Regions from separate parts of the Mus musculus genome. Here region 1 is linked to region 2. Evidence: chromatin contacts called from public HiChIP or PLAC-seq data. All regions are on one chromosome and are shown on one strand. Each heading gives the region's core, a stretch centred on a gene start, on an enhancer-like site or on the middle of the called end of the contact. The rest is flanking DNA. Distances are from core to core; before and after follow the strand shown. Region 1 overlaps Kif6 (kinesin family member 6). Region 2 overlaps Kif6 (kinesin family member 6).

The links. HiChIP or PLAC-seq counts read pairs in DNA pulled down with a chosen protein or histone mark.
Region 1: a contact with region 2 is called in an H3K27ac HiChIP or PLAC-seq map of heart atrium, with 24 read pairs. The contact joins two enhancer-like sites. A contact is called at or near these places in 3 of 484 Hi-C or Micro-C datasets (Sertoli cells, nephron progenitors and uterus), 1 of 115 datasets of contacts at active chromatin or transcription factors (heart atrium) and 3 of 9 other capture datasets (adipose tissue, liver and pancreatic islet).

Annotation. Positions count from the first base shown.
Region 1 is chr17:49,737,171-49,739,870 of GRCm38.p6, forward strand. The region is part of intron 10 of Kif6 (kinesin family member 6); the gene reads left to right. Among named protein-coding and RNA genes, the nearest start is that of Gm16555, 83 kb to the right of the region's middle. Within about 2 kb of position 1,386, at least 22 of the 459 cell types and tissues checked have an H3K27ac peak or open chromatin away from gene starts, as enhancers often do. A contact at or near this core is called in heart atrium, where this site is marked.
Region 2 is chr17:49,626,409-49,629,200 of GRCm38.p6, forward strand. The region is part of intron 3 of Kif6 (kinesin family member 6); the gene reads left to right. Among named protein-coding and RNA genes, the nearest start is that of Kif6, 13 kb to the left of the region's middle. Within about 2 kb of position 1,258, at least 17 of the 459 cell types and tissues checked have an H3K27ac peak or open chromatin away from gene starts, as enhancers often do. A contact at or near this core is called in heart atrium, where this site is marked.

The sequences.
Region 1 (2,700 bases), core at 136-2,635, 110 kb after region 2:
TTTGTTGTTGATACAGCAAAGGATCCTAGTTGTTCACTCAGGGTTTGCTAGGTGGGGGATGCTAACTCTGCGTGCATCACGAATCGAACCTTTCAGTCTATCTTCTAATTTATCTCATTTTGCTTACAAATCCACAGGCTAACCAGAGTTCAGAGGGAACAGTTTGTTTTATCCCCACTCCCTGAGGCTTTTGAGAGGAGGTGTTGAACTGTGTTCTGTCTGAGGCTATAGACTTGGTACCCATGAATGCTCCCCCTGCACCATGTCACCAGCTCCATCAGGATAAATCCTTTTTAATTTTACAACTAATAAGCAAATGTATTTGGGTGGGCTATTCGTCTTAAGCACATCGTAACAGAGAATTGTCTCCAAATGACATGTAAGCATGTAAGGGAAGGCAAGTTGGCTCAGTAACCCATGTTTGCTGCCAGGACTGATGAGCTGAGTTTGAGTTTGATCTACAGGGTGGAAGGGAAGAACTATTGTCTCTGGGCTAGTTGTCCTCTCACCTCCAGAAGCAGCATGTTATAGCACGCACATGCACACACAAGGTATACACACTCATGCACACACATACACACACACAATGAATAAATAGATGTAAAAATTAATTAATTAGTGCATCAAGATTATGTGTAAGTCTGAGTTCATAGAATATATCTAACCCAAGGAATATATACCGAAATATGTCCAGTGCCCCAAGGAAGCGCCTCTAATTTGTCCTGCCCACCAACTCAAGTCTAAGCTGCTATAGCACTTTTCTTGGGCTTGCGTACACTCTTGGTCACAGCTACAATTATTTCCCCTCCCACTTCTACATTTTCTAAGAAAAAAGAAGAGAAGCCAAAACCCAAGTCCTCAGCCTGCCCTGTCTGGCCAAGTAGACGTCCTGTCCTGGTTATCTCAATGTAGCTAAGGTGCTGACCTCAGCCGCCATGACCGGAGCCTGGGTATGTCCTCCTCTGTTCCCGGGGACTCTTCATACTCTTCCTCTCCTTCACTTCAGATTTCCCAGCTGTCCCCTCTGTGTTTGTCACTAACCCAACATTCTTTTGCCACCTCCTTAAAAACCTGTCCTCATTCAAGTCCCTGCTGCCCCATGTCAAATTCCTACACATTTCTGCAGAAATCAGTTCCCCTTCTCCTACACTGACTCCTCCTCTGACTGTCATGAGTGTAAACTGCTCTTCCCATTGATGTCCTTTTGTAGATTAGTTGTTTGGCACGAGCTCGGCAGCAGGCAGCAGGCAGCACTGTGTGCCTTTCCAGCTAGTTAGAAACTCCTTGCTGACATTCACAGCCGTGCGCCTCCTCCTCTCTCTGGATAACCTCGTCGCTTGGCTTCTGGTCTAAGAGACGTGACTCTGTCCTTTTAGAGAAAGTTGGGCCTTCGGATTGGCTCATCAGATAAAGGTGCTTGCTGCCAAGCCGCTGTTGGCCTGAGCCTTATCCCTGGAACCCAAGCAGTAAAGGGAGAGAGCCAACTCCTCCAGTTGTCATTTGACCTCCAAACACACTCCCTGGCATGTGTGCGCCTACACCATAAACACCCACCCCTACACGCCTGATAGAAATGTTTGCAAAGCAAAGGAGCAGGAAGTCACTGCATACCAGGGAGCCTCCATCCTCCAAGTTCTGGGATCATGACCCACCTTGCCTCCTGCACAATCAACTTCTAAGGAACGTAAGTGATTGAATGCTAGAATGTTCTAGAGTTGCCAAGATGTTCCTGTGTTGATCAATATCAGACACTGAGGTTTCTCTAGATTTTTTTTCCCTTTCATGAACTGGCTCCCTACTAGGTCATTTACAAGCTATTTCTTTCTGAGATGCCAGCTGAAGGCCAGGAAAGGACTCAGGTTGTTTCCCAAGCAGGGAAGGGCAATACCTTCTGTATATGAAGGTCTGACTTCTGACACTGTAGTTGGGAACTGCTGACTCTTCAAGCAGTGAAGGCTTCTGAAGCAAGAGAGAGAACTGGGCGACAAAGTAAATGTCCACACACTGCCTCTGGCCCAGCATTGGGTCCTTAGAATTATATTAATCAATGATCAGGCATATAATTAATATCAGGCAGTGTGAGGCCATGGGTGTGGGGGAAAGAGGGGAGAGAACCCGCGTCCTGCCAGAATTCTGATGCTCTGGGCGGGCAGATGCGGGAGGACTGCCCCATGCTTTCCACGCGGCCCCTGGTGGGTGTCTGGCTATGGAAAGCCATGGATCCCCAGCTTGGCAGGGGGTGGACAAGCGGCAGCCCTAGGTACCAGGTTCTCAGCCTCCAGCATCCCACGCTGGATACCACGGAAGAGCTGAGAACAAATGAGGGCCCCGGGCAGCTCAGTCAGCTCTGGGGCCCAAGGGAGGAGAGGGCAGGAGGAGAGAGCGCTTGATGGTTCCCACGCAGGCAAGAGTCCTTGGTCCAGTCCGTGGCTGGAGCATAAGAAGACCTTCTAGCGGGAGGTTAGACGAGGCTCATTAGGAGAAAGCCTATCGCATCGAGCAGAGACAGTCTATGGTTTTGGAACTTTATTGTAGAAAGGCAAGGGGGAAAAGAGAGAAGGTAGAAAGAGAGAGAGACCGTCATGGCCATGTGGAGAAAGGGGAAAAGGGAGAGAGAGAGAAGGATGGCTAGTAAAGAGTGTAAGAAAGGTGAAAGCTTAAAGAGATCGAAGAGGGACCAAGCAGCCCTTCTTATAGTGG
Region 2 (2,792 bases), core at 8-2,507:
AGTCAGACGTCAAACATGGCTGAAATTACATTCCTTTCAGCAATCATTTGGGTTAGGTTATTTTTTTTTCAGAGAGAGAGCCTTGCATTTAATTTTAAAAATTTGTATTTGTGTGTATGCATATGAAATTACACATGTGTGTAGGTACCTACAGTGGGTACTTCATCCGCTTGAACTGGAGATATGGGTGGCCATCAGTAAACATGTGGGTCCTGGGATCCAAACTCAAGTTCTCTGCAAGAGAACTTGAAAGTGCCCCTGACCATTGAACTATCCCTCCCTCCTGTAGCCTTTGTATTTTATTTGGCAACCTTTACTCATTCGTGGAGGGAACCTCATTTCTGTTTCCTGAGGAGCTGGGGTCTTCTTCCTTTACTGACTCCCCACGTCCAGTCCCCCCCCCCCTTCCTCAGCTTTTCTTTATCTCAGATCTTTATCTGAAGATGATGAAAAGTTCACAGATGACTCCAGGATATTTTTAGCCAATCCTATTCGCCTTACTGCCCTTCCAAGGATTGATAGACGGTGAAGGTCAAGGGAAGGGAAGGCCTTCTGGGAAACTCTCCCTGCACAGATGGGTAGTGTGGACAGCTGGCAAGACTTTTTACTCCACTGTTTGGGTTTGTAAGTGACTATCCATAGCATAGCCATACTTAAGACATACACTAAATAGCCTGGGTGTGACTGGCTACACCAGTGAGCTTGCTCAGTTCTTTGTCACTTGTAGATTAAACAGGGGCATGCGCTCGCCTGGCATAAATTCTACCCTCCTCTGCGAATTTTGAGCTTCTATTTTATACCCACTCTGTGTTCTGTGTCGGAATCTACAGCATATCACTTGCCATTGTCAGATAATGCTAAGAATACTTTTATGTGTGAAATAGAGTGTGCCTTGACAGCTTCAGAGCACTTTCCGGGGGAGAATCTCACTCAGTTCCTCTACGAATCTTGTGGAGTCTCAGATATGACAACTCTTGCTTTCAGTGAGAAGGCAGGACACTGGGCCTCTGACGGACATTCGCTCGACCATGCAGTAGAGAAGCTGTAGCCGTGAGGTGGGAGCAGATCTTCCCCTCCCTCTGAGTGGACCTCGTGCTGCTGAGAGGGTCATGGGATGCTTTCATCACAGTTTAGCGTCAGTCACCCCTGCCAAACTCCTGGGTGCCACTTGTCACTGAGAGGTTATTTCTTCCCAACCTCATCCCGTCTCCCTCTCAGCATAGCTCAACCACATGACTCAGATCCCTCCCCCTGGACTTTGAGACAGGGCAAGCTGAGATGTGGGTCTGACTGGGGCTGCATGTGTGCTCAGGGGGAGGGGCTAATGAAAGCAAAACTTCCCTTTCACTTCCCAGTTCCTGGATTTTTTTCTCCCTGTGAGGCATGTCCACAGTCTCTGATGGTCCCATAGCTCACTCACTTTCAGTCATAGTTCCATGAGCTCAAATGACAGGTATTTCTTTCATTTGCCCCTAAAATATCTTCATTCTGTATAAATACTCTCAGAAGAAAAGAACTAGAACATATTATTCAAACTATTCATCATTCATTCAGTGGAATAATCAAGTCAATTCACTCATTCATTCATTCATTCATTCATTCATTCATTCATTTCGAGACAGAGTCTCACTACATAGCCCTGGTAGGCCTGGAAATCACCATGTAGACCTGGCTGGTCTCAAACTCACAGAGATCTGCCAGCCTCTGAGATAAATGGGCAATGTTCAGTGACTATTATCCTAGTGATGGGTCAGGCCCAGACTATAATCCTAGCTCTTAAAAGGCTGAGGCAGGAATTCCCTAATTGAAGGCCAACCTGGTCTATAGGATTGACACACACACAAACATACAGATTTAAAAAGAAAACAGTAAAATCACACACACACACACACACACACACACACACACACACCTTCTAACCAAGTCTCTGTTCATATGTCACCTTCCTAAGAAGGCACACCCTGGCCACCCTTGTTGAAATTATGTGCGCTCCCTCACCACCACAGCATTCCTGATGTCTCCTCCTCCACTACCTGGTGTATATTTCTGATGCCATTTCCTCGTGCACTCTCTGTTGTCCACTGCCTGCTGTCTTTGCTGTCAGGTCAGAGATTATCTGTGTGGATCACCAGACACCTGTGGCAGTCACCGCAGTAGGTATCCAGCAGGTACCTGTGGAATTAGTGTTGTCTGAAAGCGCCCAGATAAACACACAGTTTCATTTGGGCCTGAATTATACACAGAACAGCGAGGGAATCGTTCTTGTCACACAAAAGGCAAATCACATCCTCGAGTCTTTAAATTGTTCACAGCTAACGCTGTGTTTTACTGATTTTAATCAATGGAAACTCCCATAGTGGAGCCGCGAGCTCACTGTGTGCTCCTGGGGGGAGGGGGTTGTCATTGTTACATGTTTTGAGCTACAAAAGGCTTTCAGAACACTGAAAACTTGGTTAAAAAACAAAGACAGAGTAAAAACAAAAAACAAAAAACAACAAAACCTCTCCGTGGGTTTAATTAATGGTTACTTGCTAAGAATATTTGTTTCCAGGTGGAAGAGAAGGCTCGGCAGTTAAGAGCACTTGCTGTTCGTGTGGAGGACCACATTCACGTCCGAGCACCTTCGCGACAGCTTACAATTGCTCATGATTCCTTCTAGCTCTGGTGATCCCACACCCTCTTCTGGCCTCTTTGGGCATTGCACCCATTTGCACATATATACATACATGCACATACACATAATTGAAAATAAATATTTATTTTAAAACGATATTTATCTCTTCTGAGGCCCC